Linked DNA regions of Mus musculus: all the other regions are linked to region 3. A link is a contact called in public promoter capture Hi-C data. All regions are on one chromosome and are shown on one strand. The core of a region is the stretch at or near the end of the contact, and the rest is flanking DNA. Distances in the headings are between cores, read along the strand shown. Region 1 holds the start of Armc8 (armadillo repeat containing 8). Region 2 holds the start of Nck1 (non-catalytic region of tyrosine kinase adaptor protein 1). Region 3 holds the start of Gk5 (glycerol kinase 5 (putative)).

What was found. Promoter capture Hi-C pulls out the DNA fragments that hold promoters and counts their contacts.
Region 1: a contact with region 3 is called in a promoter capture Hi-C map of pre-B cells, with 3 times the contacts expected there. The contact joins the promoter of Armc8 here to the promoter of Gk5 in region 3. A contact is called at or near these places in 2 of 39 promoter capture datasets (erythroid cells and pre-B cells).
Region 2: a promoter capture Hi-C map of pre-B cells shows a contact between it and region 3, with 3 times the contacts expected there. The contact joins the promoter of Nck1 here to the promoter of Gk5 in region 3. A contact is called at or near these places in 2 of 39 promoter capture datasets (erythroid cells and pre-B cells).

The regions. Positions count from the first base shown.
Region 1 is chr9:99,566,063-99,570,341 of GRCm38.p6, forward strand. Armc8 (armadillo repeat containing 8) reads right to left here and starts at 2,837. Exons shown (of 22, transcript NM_028768.3): 1 at 2,540-2,837. The coding sequence starts at 2,584.
Region 2 is chr9:100,543,698-100,548,152 of GRCm38.p6, forward strand. It overlaps Nck1 (non-catalytic region of tyrosine kinase adaptor protein 1), which reads right to left and starts at 2,437. Exons shown (of 4, transcript NM_010878.3): 1 at 2,298-2,437. It overlaps Gm46139 (synapsin-1-like), which reads left to right. Exons shown (of 2, transcript XM_017313741.1): 2 at 1,760-4,455. The coding sequence ends at 2,407.
Region 3 is chr9:96,117,508-96,121,554 of GRCm38.p6, forward strand. Gk5 (glycerol kinase 5 (putative)) reads left to right here and starts at 1,922. Exons shown (of 16, transcript NM_001368879.1): 1 at 1,922-2,105. The coding sequence starts at 1,944.

The sequences.
Region 1 (4,279 bases), core at 1,587-4,086, 3.4 Mb after region 3:
ATAATTTAAAACACTTTGACTTCCCATTAGTCAACTTACAGCTCTAGTGTGATCAGAACTGTGAACTCCTTCAGAGCATTTCTGATGCCCTTGCATTGCTAAAGTACACAATACAGGGCTTTATGCTTTATGCTTCACTAGGACACAGTAAGTAGCTTATTAGAGGATTCAACCAACTATGTGTCAGAGGTCAAGGTCTGGCACCTTCCTGTTTCTATCTTACTTTTTGAAACAGGGTCTCATCAGCCAGGCGTGGTGGCGCACGCCTTTGATCCCAGCACTCGGGAGGCAGAGGCAGGCGGATTTCTGAGTTCGAGGCCAGCCTGGTCTACAAAGTGAGTTCCAGGACAGCCAGGGCTACACAGAGAAACCCTGTCTCAAAAAAAAAAAAAAAAGGAAACAGGGTCTCTCACTGAACCTGAAGCTCCCTGTTCTGACTAGACAAACTGGCCGGAAACCCTCCATGATCTACCTCCCAATGACATGCACTGCCACACACAGCTTTTTATGTAGGTAATGGGATCCTAACTCAAGACCTGCTGTGAAGCAAGAGATCTACCTACTGAGCCATCTCCTCAACTTCCAATAACTTCTAACTAATAACTGATATAAATATATATAAATAAATAAATATAAATATAAATATAAATATATATAAGCTTTGGTTAGCTGGTTGAAAGTTAGAACCTTTCCTTTAAACTGGGAAAATCACCAAGTTCAGACATTTTAAATCATGTGTCTAAAGCTCTGCCTATTCCAAGGCCCTAAGGTGGAAGAATTAGAAAACAAGACTTTAGAGTTAGTTTCTGCTTCCAAATGCTAAAGAAAAGTCTAACTCAAAATGGAAAATATTCTTCAACAAGTTTTCGAGTGAAATAAACAGAACATAATCATTTATTGGGAGTGTGAGACAAATGAAGTTTTCAACTATATCCACTATACAAGCTGACAATATACAAAAGGCAAAGAAACCACACGTGAGGCCAGAGCAATATTTTGGAACAGCATTTTTCAAGCGTGCTCAAAGGTCTGGGATTGATCACCTATGTGTGTGTATGTGCACTCGCACACGTCTTTTCAGGTGAACTATAGGATAAGTGCAACCTAAATGGCACAATCAGAAAGAAACTGAGCAGTTACGATACATTCTTTTCTCCTTTTAATGCAAAGAGAGAAGTCATCGGTTTATTCTCCCACTAAACATTCATGGACAATATAAAGTGAAATAATGAGCTAATGTGATCAGTAATTGGACAGAAAGTACTTCTCCAGTTGCAGTTTAAGTAAACAGTTTAGTAAGACGGATCTGGGGCTAGATTTGTTGACCGTCTTCCAAAATTGCATTTTGCACTGTAGAGTGACTTCTGTCTTTTTGGGTAGCCAGCATGGCTCTAACCAGCCCTGACTGGAGTGATGTACCTAGTGCCTTTGAACACAAAAGTGTGTTTGTGTGAGAGTCAGGGAAGAGGAAAGAAACCGGTTGGAGTTGCAAGACTATAGGGAATCTGACAAGCCATCTATAATCCAACTGCCATCTCGGTAAGTCTCCACAGGTCTAAAAGATGATTCTTTGCCCGCCTATTTCTTTACTTCCAACAACAACTGAATCATTGGTAGGCTCTATTTGGAGTCCAACTGCTAAAATCTGTGGTCAAACCTCCCAGAGTTATCTCCCAACAACACTCATTCTTGTTCATTTCATTCCTGGTCCTGTTTTTTGTTTTTGTTTGTTTGTTTAAAGGACATTATAGCGGAAGGCGAAAGTCGCCTTCTTTGCTTTTTGTTGTTTCTTTTTAATTTAAGAAAAAAAAAACCCTGATATTTCTTCTAGGTATATCAATACGTTCCCTTCTTTCAAATACTGGGGGAACCTATTCTTTTTCATTCCGACTTTTTGGTCCCTCCTAAAATGTTTTGCTCTCCCTAAAGAAAAATCAAACACCGGACATTAGAAACATAGTTTCTCTAGTCTCGGAGCCCGGACCTCAACAGCAGAGCACAGCAAAGCGGTTTAAATAACCATACACAATAGCGCGAGTTGCAGCTGATGTGAAAACCTCCATTGCCAAGAAGCAAGCGGTGTTGGCAGGTGCCCTGGTGGTAGGGACTTGACAGAAGACGCACAGCCCTGGTCTGGCAGCTCTGTGCTGTGGCAGCTTAAGAGTTCGCACCTCTTCTAGCCACAGCCCTGGAGAGCGAAGTGGACTCTAGGTTCCAGGCCTGTCCTGAACCCTCGCAGGCAGCGAGCTCCGTCCCGAGAAGCAACAGCGCAGGGAGGAAGACGGGAGAAGGCTCGGCCAAACCCAAGCCGCGCCCATGGGCCGGCTGCCTGGAGCCCGACCTCCCCGCCGGCCGAACGGCCGCCGTCCTGGGAACCCGCACCGGTGGGAGCTCTCGAGTAGGAGACGCCTCCGACTCGGCCCGGGTCGCGTGCATCCCAGCTGAGGCCACCGCAGTGGGTGGTGCTCGGGAGGCTCAGGGCGCCGGGGTAATGCTGTGGGCAGGACCGGGGTTGCCCCGCGCCGGGCGGGTCACTCACCGAGAGGACGCTCATGCGGATTGGGGTCTCCAACAGGCACGCCATCTTGAGCCTTCCCACCCGGCTGCTGCCGGCGCCGGCGCGCGGCCGGCACTTTCGACAGCCACCTATGTGACCTGCAGCCGGAGCCTCTGTAGAAAGCCCAGGCAAGCTGCCCAGAACAGACCGCGCCCCAGGCGTCGCTCGAGCACCGAAGGGGCTGGGCAGAAGGGCGAGGGATTGGGAAACCGCGCCGGACCCCGGCTTACGAATCGTCCTCTCAGAAACAGCAGCTACTCTCGGCTGGGGTCAGAGGTGGGCGCGGGCAGCGGCCTCCGCATGCGCAGAAGCCTGCCTGCCCCACCTTCCGCGGGTGGGGGGCGGAGCCTCACCCTGGCTCGACGAGCTGTCCGCACTCTTAAATTTCAGTTTACAGGTTTTCTTTCCTAACCGCTAGTAGGTGGAGTTACTATCTACGGAGTCTGAAGTTCACTTTCACATTCATTATCTCACTCTACACCATTCCCTAGTTTCAGTATTCTCTCCCTCTTAAAGCTGGAGAAACTGGTCTCAAAACTAGGTCTTCTGCCTGCAATGAAAATCGCCTCACGCTTCAACAGTTAACTATGACCTGCTTTATTTAGCGTTGCGTGCCCGACCCACTTACTCTGGTATATTGGTAAGAACGGGTTCTCCACAGCCAGGACGCCTGGATTTAATCCTAGCTGCTTTTCGTTAGTGCCAATATTTTGGAAAGGTTCTTAGCCTCTTTATATTTATTTCACTTCTCCCGACTGTAAAATAAGGACTAATGAGAATAAATGGCCCAATAAACAACAACAACAACAACAAAAATGCCTGGAATGTGGAAAGCCTTACGTTGTCTGTGTGTTAGAATTATTTCCAGCCTTTAGGTCAAATGGGGGATGGAGAATTAAACTATGTGAATGTTTCCTACTAAAATATTCTGAAAGTAAAGCCATCCCTAATTCAGGTTGTTACCTCAACTCCACTCACCTCCCAGTGCTCTTTAAGTAAAAGCATATCTCTCCCATTGTTTCTCATTTCCTCCTGTACTTTAATGTCTACATTTATTGTATCACTTATCACCCTTGCTTATAAGTCTCTTACAAAGTGTTGCACTTCTGAAAGCCTGGAAGTTTAAGAGAACCCTGGTGCTGTAGCGGTATATCCTAAGCTCTGTAACTACAGTCTTTCCCACTCTTTACACAGGAATTATTACTCATTCAGTAATTTTATTTAAAGCCAGATTGAGCCCATTTAAGATTGTTAGCCTTGTCCTAAATCAAGTCTGTGAAATCAAATGTGTTGTATTCTTTTTTATTCTAGTACATATTACCATTCATAAATACATTTAAATGTTCATCTGTCCACCCATGTAACACCTAAAATCACGTCCTAGTATGCCTGCTACAACCAGGCAAATTGTAATTGTATATAGCACACAAAAGCATTGACAATTGTACAATAGTCTCTATATGTGTGAGCTATACCTCACCCAGAAACTCGGGCAATACATCTTCTAGGAAACCCCTCCCTCGAGGAAGAACTAGGTGACTCTCCCAACTCCATATATTTTCTTTAAAATGATTTTTCATTTATTTATTTATTGTGTGTGTGTGTGTGTGTGTGTGTGTATGTGGATTCACACATGTCCTGGCCAGAGGACAGCTTAGGAAGCAGGTTCTCTCGTTTCATCTTAGAGGTCCAAGGATCAGAGTCAAATCATCAGATTTAGTG
Region 2 (4,455 bases), core at 1,187-3,686, 4.4 Mb after region 3:
AAAAACCTGAGTTCACTTCATGGGACCTCTGTGGGGGACAGAGAACTGACCCCTCACAAGCTGTCCTGACTCTGGGTGTAGAAAATATAATAACCAATCACTTTTTTAAAAAATAGAACTTTAGACTGATGATACACCTCAAAGGTTTATGAGAAGCCATTGGTCTCACCCCAAAACTGAGGGAAGGCAAAAGAGACAGGAGAGGGAAAGAGAAGAGAGGGCGGGGAAGGGAGGAAGGAAATTAAGGAAGAAGGAAAGCTTAGCGAACTTTTCCTTTGCAAAGTTAGTAGTTTGCAGAGAATGTTTCTGTATTAGGACAGATGGCTCAGTGGTTAAGAGCTCTTGCAGAGGATCTCTGTTCTGTCCCCAGAGTCCACAGCACATGTCGTACAAAACACTACAAAACACATAAAATAAAAATAAACCCTTAAAAGACTGGAATCTAGAGGAAAGATATTACTAGTGTCTAAACAGTGAAAAATATGTTCAAAGTATTATTTTAAGATCAGCACAGGCAGAACACATTTGAGATCCTCCAGGCAGAAAATCCAGTTAGAGTTACTGAGTAGTTCAGAAACTGAAAAACAATATATAAGAATACAAAGGTAAGATTTTTTTTTTAAAGAAAACAACTACAAAAAAACAGTACAATGTTAAGGTTTATGTCTGGGTTCCTGAAAGCATGCTACTAATGTATCGCTAATGAAAGACAGCTTGGAGGCGTGGGGCATCAGTTGTGAAGGGAAGACTTTGAAGTTCTATTTCCTTGATAGGTTAAAGTGAGAATCAGGCAGGCCTGTCAAATTGTCGTCAAACTGTTGGATTTGTTAAATGCTCAGTTCACGTTTCCTCCAATTTTACTTAACAGTGAAATAATCATTTGATTTTCTGGCATTGAAAGCATCCATTCTTCCACATTGCCAGAGTTAATTCATTTTTTTTCAAGTTCTCCTGAGAAGGAATTTATTTACAATAATAATCACAACAAGCCTTGAACTCTAGAACGAAGTTCTCAAATTAGAAAATCAGCAGCATAAACTATCACTCAATGTTTAATAAGGCAATACATTAACGTGTCGACTTATTAATACACGGATCTGTTGGGCTTGGAAACCTAAACAATTTAAAATGCTTGCTGGGGAGGCAAATCTTTTCAAACATAATGCTCATACATACAGCGGAGACATCAACACAATGTACGCTTTAGTTACTCTAGCCAATTCCTACAGAAGTTTTCCCAGAGAAAGCACCACATGTGGCCACGATGAAAAAAAAGTACTAATCAACCAACGCATACGCTTTGACTTAACTATCACGATGTGAAGAGAATATCTATTTAAAAACAAGACTGAAAATGATCAATCAAAACTTTCTCCTTGGACTATTTCTCTGTTCATGTTGTGACGTCGCTAAAGGCTGAAAGCACACAATTGATTTCCAGGTGCTTAAGAAACCGTTAAGGCTGATTGATCATCATCAAGCTACCAAAGCTTTTGAAAATGGAACGCTTCTTGCAAAACTTGACCCGTTTTTTTGGCCGAACCCTGGATTCTCACTGCTCCCCACCCAAGATGGGGTCAGGAAGTTTTCTTCATCTCGTTCTTTCCTAACTCCTGTGAATTCTTTCCTAACTAAGGGCAGTATTTTTCTTCGGGTGACTTCAGCTCGGCTCGACGTTAACCGGTCATGTTACGGTCCTCAACCCTGAACAAAAAACCAGCTTCCTTCCAACCCAGCTGTTAACACTGAACCGACCTAGCACGGAAACCCGTACGACAACAGTACGAAACCAACCCAGAGGACTGCTTTTCCTGGACCAACCCCACCTCAACAGCCCCCGGACACCCACATCTCTCCTGCTCCGGAACGGGAGGGGGAGGGGAGGGCGCGCCCCGAGGATGTCCCCCCTCTCGGCTTCCTCAGGCTGGCGGCTGGAGGTGAGAGCGCCCTTCCTGCCAGCCTACCGTCCCGGCCTCGGACACCGACACAGACCGCCGACAGGGCTTTCTGCGGAGAACCGCCGAGGCAGCGCGCCGCACACTTGCCTGCCCGCCTCCCCGACCGGCGCTCGCAGCTCAGGCCAGAGGCCGCGGGGTCACCGGGCTGCACCGCGGACACCCGAGCTCCGCCGAGCGGCCTCCCCGCCCCCTCCGCTCCGCTCCGCCGCCAGCAGACGGCGCCCCCGGGCCAACTTCGCCGGGGAAAGAGGAAGCGACTAGAGACTAGCAGGCAGAGCGGACCGACCGGGAGACCGAAAGGACTGTGCGTGTGTCCGCACGCGAGCGAGGCCGTCTCACCTTCCCTCCGCCGAGCCCTCGGCTCCAGTCACCTGAGGACCGCACCGGGACGCCACCGCGGCTGCCCGGATGCCGTTACCGCACGAGGCCTGTGCTGCGCCGCCGCGTAGCTCTCGGAGAGGGGCGGGGCGCGCGCAACCGGTGGGCGGACCGTTGCGGGCAGGAAACCCGCTCCACGCCCAATCTAATAGGCTCCATCGCCTCCTGCGCCCGCCCCTGACGCTTCAGCGGAATGCGCCGCTCCGGGATTGGGCGAGCGGGCTTGTCAATCAAGCGCGGGCCCTGAGTGGTCCCTGAGCTGAGACTGCGCGGCCTTTGGACAGAAGGTGAGGAGCGCCGGGCCCCACCGCCCTGTTCTCCCCTAGCCTCCTCGGTGGCTGCTTACTTTCCGCCTCTCCCACTGCTACTAAAACCTGTCATTCATTTTAAATCGCTCATTAATGTCGAACAGCGGTCCCGAGTTCAACCCAGACTACTCTGGTGCCTGCATCTGAAAGGGCCGACCAGCTGCAGATCTTAGGGACAGGGAGCGACAAAGAAAATGAAGCCTCGGGGGAAAAATGTAAGATGTTTGTTAATGAAAACCACAACCAAAATAAGCTTTGCGAGCAACTTCCGAGTGCCCTGGCGCGTGGGTAGCCTTCATTCCCGGCTTCCAGTCCTGTGAAAAGGACAGTTACTTCTGCCCTAGGGGTGAGTATGGCAGTGGCACAGTCCCAGCCACCTGCCAAGGAAGGCATCAATAAATCGGCTCTCCTTCCTAACTTGCCTTACAGCGACTCATAACCTGCCTCACTATTTCCCAATCACCTTTGTTGCTTAGTGTGGGTGTGGCACCTAAAAGAAACATTCTAGGTTAGGTAATTTTATGGAAACACGAGTTTTTGCCTCCAGCGTAGCTGCACCCATATACCTAGATTGCAAAGTCTATTAAAAGAACTGTTTCACCCACGCCCACCTCGTGCCTAGCACATCATCCTCAACAATCGAGGAATTAATACAGCTTCCTTTCATCTTTTAAAAATTCATTTTTATTCTTTGTGTGTTCGAGTGTTTGGTGTACTTGTGTTATACTTGTGTATAATTTTGCTGCCCATGGAGGTCAAATGAGGGTATAGGATCTTCTGGAACTGGAGTTACAGATGGTTTTGAACCACCCTGTGGGTGCTGGGAATCAAACTCAGGCCCCTTGGAAGACCAGCGCTCTTAATCACTGAATCTCAGCCCCTTCCTTTAGCTATACTACAAGCCCTACCTGTAAATCCTAAAAAGTTGTTTTCTGCTTTTAACTTAATTGCATGTTAATAAATACATGGGTGGCCTGCCCTAGGTAAAATACAAGTTACCTGTAGCCCCTTTTAATCCTGAGTTTAGTTGAGAAAAGTAGAACATAAAACTGGGGAAAGGATACTCTGCCTATTGTTAGTATCAAAAGTAAGTAATGCAAATTATATATTTAAAAACATACATACCGAAGAGAAGGGGGTGATGCATGCAGAAGCAGGTGGATCGAGGCCAGCCTGGTCTACAGATTGAGTGTGAGTTCCAGGACAGCCAGGGCTACCCAGAGAAACCCTGTCTCAAAAAACAAAAAGACAAATATATATATATATATATATATATGCAGAGACAGGTTCAAGTTCTGCAAGTTCAAGGCCACCCTGGTTTATGTAGCAAATCCTAGGACAGTCAAGGCTACATAGAGAGATGCTATCTCAAAAGCAAAAACATACAGGCAGCTGACCCCCATTAACTCCAAAGGAGGATATTTGGGGTAATAAAGGAAATAAGAATCCTCCATATCTTAAGACCTTTCCCAGTAAGCTATTGACAGCTTATATAGTTAGAATGACCTAGTTTAGTGTCCCTATCATACAGTAATGTTTAGGAGGAAGAAAATCCTACCTATCTGCTATCAAGAAGTTATCACAGACTTGATATTGAAGTGTAAACATTAGTGGGCCCTACTAAATAAACTTAACTTCTGGATTTAGTATAGTTATGCTGTTATAGGAAAGAGTCTACCTTGTATGGAAGGTGCTAAAATAGGCACTGCAGATCTTGAGTCCACACCAGTGTCAGATATTGAGATTTAAACCAACCTGTATTATTTCTGTGCTAACCATATCAACAGTTGTATGTAGGGACAGATGGGCAT
Region 3 (4,047 bases), core at 672-3,171:
CTGTGCTTGACCTGTTGGCGCATTGCTATAATTCCAATGTGAGGCGAAGTCAGGAGGAGTGGCTTGAGTTCTAGGCCAGCCTCTGGTACACTCAGACTCTGTCTCAAGAGAAATAAAACAAAAATGAGAAACTTTTTAAAAACTCTAGACTAAGTATTTTTTAAGATCTGCTCTTTCACACTTTAGAAACTGCTGATGTTTGACCTTACGAAAATGATCACAAAGTCGCAGAGTATAAAACCCCCAAGAAATACCTCTGTGAGAAGTACACCAACTGTTAACACTGCCTACACTGAACTTTTCTTAGTTGTAAGCAGGGAAACTAATGGCTAACTGTATGAATAAGCTTGACTAGGTTACTTGTACATTGCTGTGGGAGGTGTAGTTTAGATGTGATTGACATTTAAATCTGTATCCCCAGTAAAGATATCACACACACACACACACACACACACACACACACACACACATGACTGAGCTTCCCCCGATTAGTTGAACACCAGGCAAGCTTTGGAAAAGGGCAAAGGCAAGCTTCGGGAAGGAGGAAATCAAAACTGTAAGCATGGAAGTGTGCCTTCTTTTCCAGGCTGCCAGCAGGCCCTACAAGTTTCTAAGCTTGCCTGGACCTACAACCAATTCTTTAAAGTTTCTTTCCCTCAGGAACTGGGAGAGATAGCTCCGTAGGTAATGTGCTTGCCAGTCAAACATGAGGACCAGAGTTTGGTGCCTATTCACGACAAGAGCATATAGAATCCTAGGGAGCCTTTGGTCCTAGTAAGAGATTGCCTTGAGGAACAAGGTCAAACTTCAGTTGTGGCTCTCAGGTTCTGGCTCTGCCTTCCCTCTGGTATTTGTACAGTTTCAGTTTCTCAAGAGAATCGGACAGCATAGGACTATTAGTCATGCATACAACGCTGGAAAGTCTCTCTCTCTCTCTCTTTCTCTCTCTCTCACACACACACACATTCATGCATGACCAATTGGTCACCAACGATATAGGGCAGACCTGTGCCAGATGGTGCAAATAGGCATTGCTGTGTAGAGACAGACTATTAAGAGAAGCCACAAACAAACAAAAATAAATATGGTGTTCACAGTCAAGCTTCAAGTGACAACCCAAATCCAACTTGGCAAATCTCTGGGAAGCAAGTAGGCTAACAGAGTAATATAAACAAGAAAATATTCCTTTAAGCTGATAAGCTACCCACAAAACATTCTCACGAAATTTAAACTTTGTGTCGCGGCAAAGGCCCTTTAGTGCCATACAAAACTTGGACATCTATTCATCGTTGTGTAATACATGCAAGCTTTTCTGGGAAGACTTCATGAGGAACCTCCTATACTTTTGAATGTCTTCCCACGGACTGGAAAGATGGCTCACTGGTTAAGAGCACTAGTTGCTCTTGCTGAAGACCGGGGTTTGGTTATCATTGCCTACATGGAAGCTTGCAATCGTCGGAGGTCCTCTTCTGACTTCTACATGCATCAGGCACATGTGGCTCACACACATAAATACAGGCAAAAAACTAAGTGAACATGAAAAAAAGTTTAAAATTTTTTCATCTCACTTGATTTTTCCTAACAGATATTCGTAAAAAAGTAATCTGGGCTAGAAGGGAACTAAAAAGTTTCAAAGTAACGGTCGCTGAACGGTGACATCCAGTACAGCGCTGCGGTAAACGCCATCTTTGCCAAATTCCCACGAGCTGCTCGGCGCGCTGCCCTGACGTCACGGTGCTAGGGGCGGAGCGTGGGGTAGCAAGGCTTCCCGAAGGGGCTGAACGAGGCGGGGCGGGGTCTTGTGAAGGGGCGGAGCCTAACTCGTCGAGGGGCGGGACAGGGCGCGGTGTAGGAGGGGCGGGGCCGCGAGCTCTCCGCCCGGGGTCTGGCGTTTATAGCTCCGCGCTGGCCGGCCCGTGGCGACTGCAGTGTTCGGGGTCGCGATGTCAGGGCAGCAGGAGCGTGCAGAGCGGCAGCGAGAGGAACTGAGCGCGTCGGCCTCGCCGCCCTCCCGCTTCGTGCTGGGGCTGGACGTGGGCAGCACGGTGATCCGCTGCCACGTCTATGACCAGACGGCGCGAGTGCGAGGCTCCAGCGCGCAGAAGGTGACTAGGCGCGGCGGGAGGGTCTCGGGATCTGACTGCACCCTAGCTCTTCCTGCACCTCTGGGGGGCTCGGGCCGGCGTGGCCCGGTGTCTGTCTCTCGCTTCCTGTCCCGCGGGACTCAGCGCTCTAGCTTTACCTGGGTGGAACCGAGGTGACTCTCGGGGCAGCGCGGGCAGATTGTGTATATGTGGACAGAAGGTGGTTAGTGATTTGCGTGGTTTTTCTGCACTTCCTCGTCGACCTTTTATGCCTTTTAGCTCTTCAGATTTTGATGGAATATAAAACTGTGGGTTTTTTTTTTTCGGTTGTGTTATTTAAACAATTCGTTGCATTTATTATTTGTGTATCTGTGTGTGCTCGCGTGCTATATGGCACACATTTAGGAGTCAGAGGACAACTTTCTTGGGCATCGGTTTTCTCCTTCCACCATGTTGGCCCGGTCCCTAGGATTGAACTCAGGTCTTCAGGCTTGGCAGAAGTACTTTTACCGCCAAGCCACCTTACTGGTTGCGTTCGTAAAAGTGCTAGGTCCTCACATTAACATTTAACTTCCATGGATATTGGAGACACTGAGCACATTTTGAAAGCTTTGTTATCCTTATTTCTTTCCATCTTTGAGAATTCATTAAAAAGTATCTTCTGGCTTGAGAAGCCTGCCAAAGCATTGGTTGGTCTTTGTTAGCAAAGCCTTAAACCTCAGATGATACTAGTTAACAGCCAACCCCCATTTTAATAAAGCGCTAATTTCTATACAGTGGTCAATGCAGTTGATTGAGTGTAGTGTTCTTATTTACTCCTTTAAATACTAGCATTTTCTAATGTTTAAAATATTAGCGAAGGGATATGAGAGCCATTTAACTTCTTCCTTACAGCACTGGGCTCCCCCCTTTTTTCCCTGTGCTATCCTACATCGACTAGGGTAAAAGTTAAGTAGTGACTGCCTTAAGAATTTACTTTGAGGAAATAGACTAGACGTTCCCTTCAGGGATCTGAGCTAGGAGGTGAGTTGCAGCAACTGCGCTGCTCGCTCTCTCTCTGGCCAGCTGTGTCGGAACACTGCCCACCCACTCAGTCCATCCCTGTCCCAACCTTTAAGGACAGGTCTAAGGCACATACTGAGCTCTTGTCGTATTGCAAGTCTTTATCACAAACACAACGATACTTCTTAGTTTTTCTTACAATTCTAGTCACAAAGTACTTTTGCTGAAACGGTGCATTTTAAATTTTTTTTTTTTAATTAAGGAATGAGAGTTTGGTTCAGGAAGGAGATGGCTCAGCAGGTAAAGAGGACTTCCCAGTCCTCCCTCCTAAGCTTGGATCCCTGAGATGGACAGGGAGAAAGGAGAGCATAGGTTGCCCTCTGTCCTCGGCACTTTAAACTGGCACAAGTGTGCTCCCTACCCTGAAGTAAATATGAAATTTGATAAATTTTTAAGAAGTTGGTAGGCAATACAGCTGCATAGTTGTTGCACAATTTAAGGAAATTTGATTTTTAGAAAGTATTGGGGTTTGGTGGTACATACCTTTAATTCCAGGGCCTGGGAGATAGAGGCAGATGGGTCTCTGAGTTCAAGGCCAGCCTGCCTGGTCTACCGATGGAGCTCTGGCTATGTAAAGAACTGTGGAGACGATGCCTGGGAACTGATGGGAAGAACACTGTCTTTGGGATGCTAAGCATGGTCTTAAACCGTGATAGCTGATGTCAGAACTTAAGGGTGTGCTTCTGGGCAGATAACTACATACAAAAATAAGTTATAGTGGTTTTTGTTTGTGTTTGTGTATTTGTGGTCTTAAGATCTCTCTCTGTATCCAAGGCTGGTCTGGAACTCTCTCTGTAGCATAGGCTAGGTTGGAAATAGGTATCTGCCCACCCCATCCCATCCCTGCTGAGACACCACTAGTCTTTGCTTATGTGGCCATTTAAAAAAATAATTTTATGTC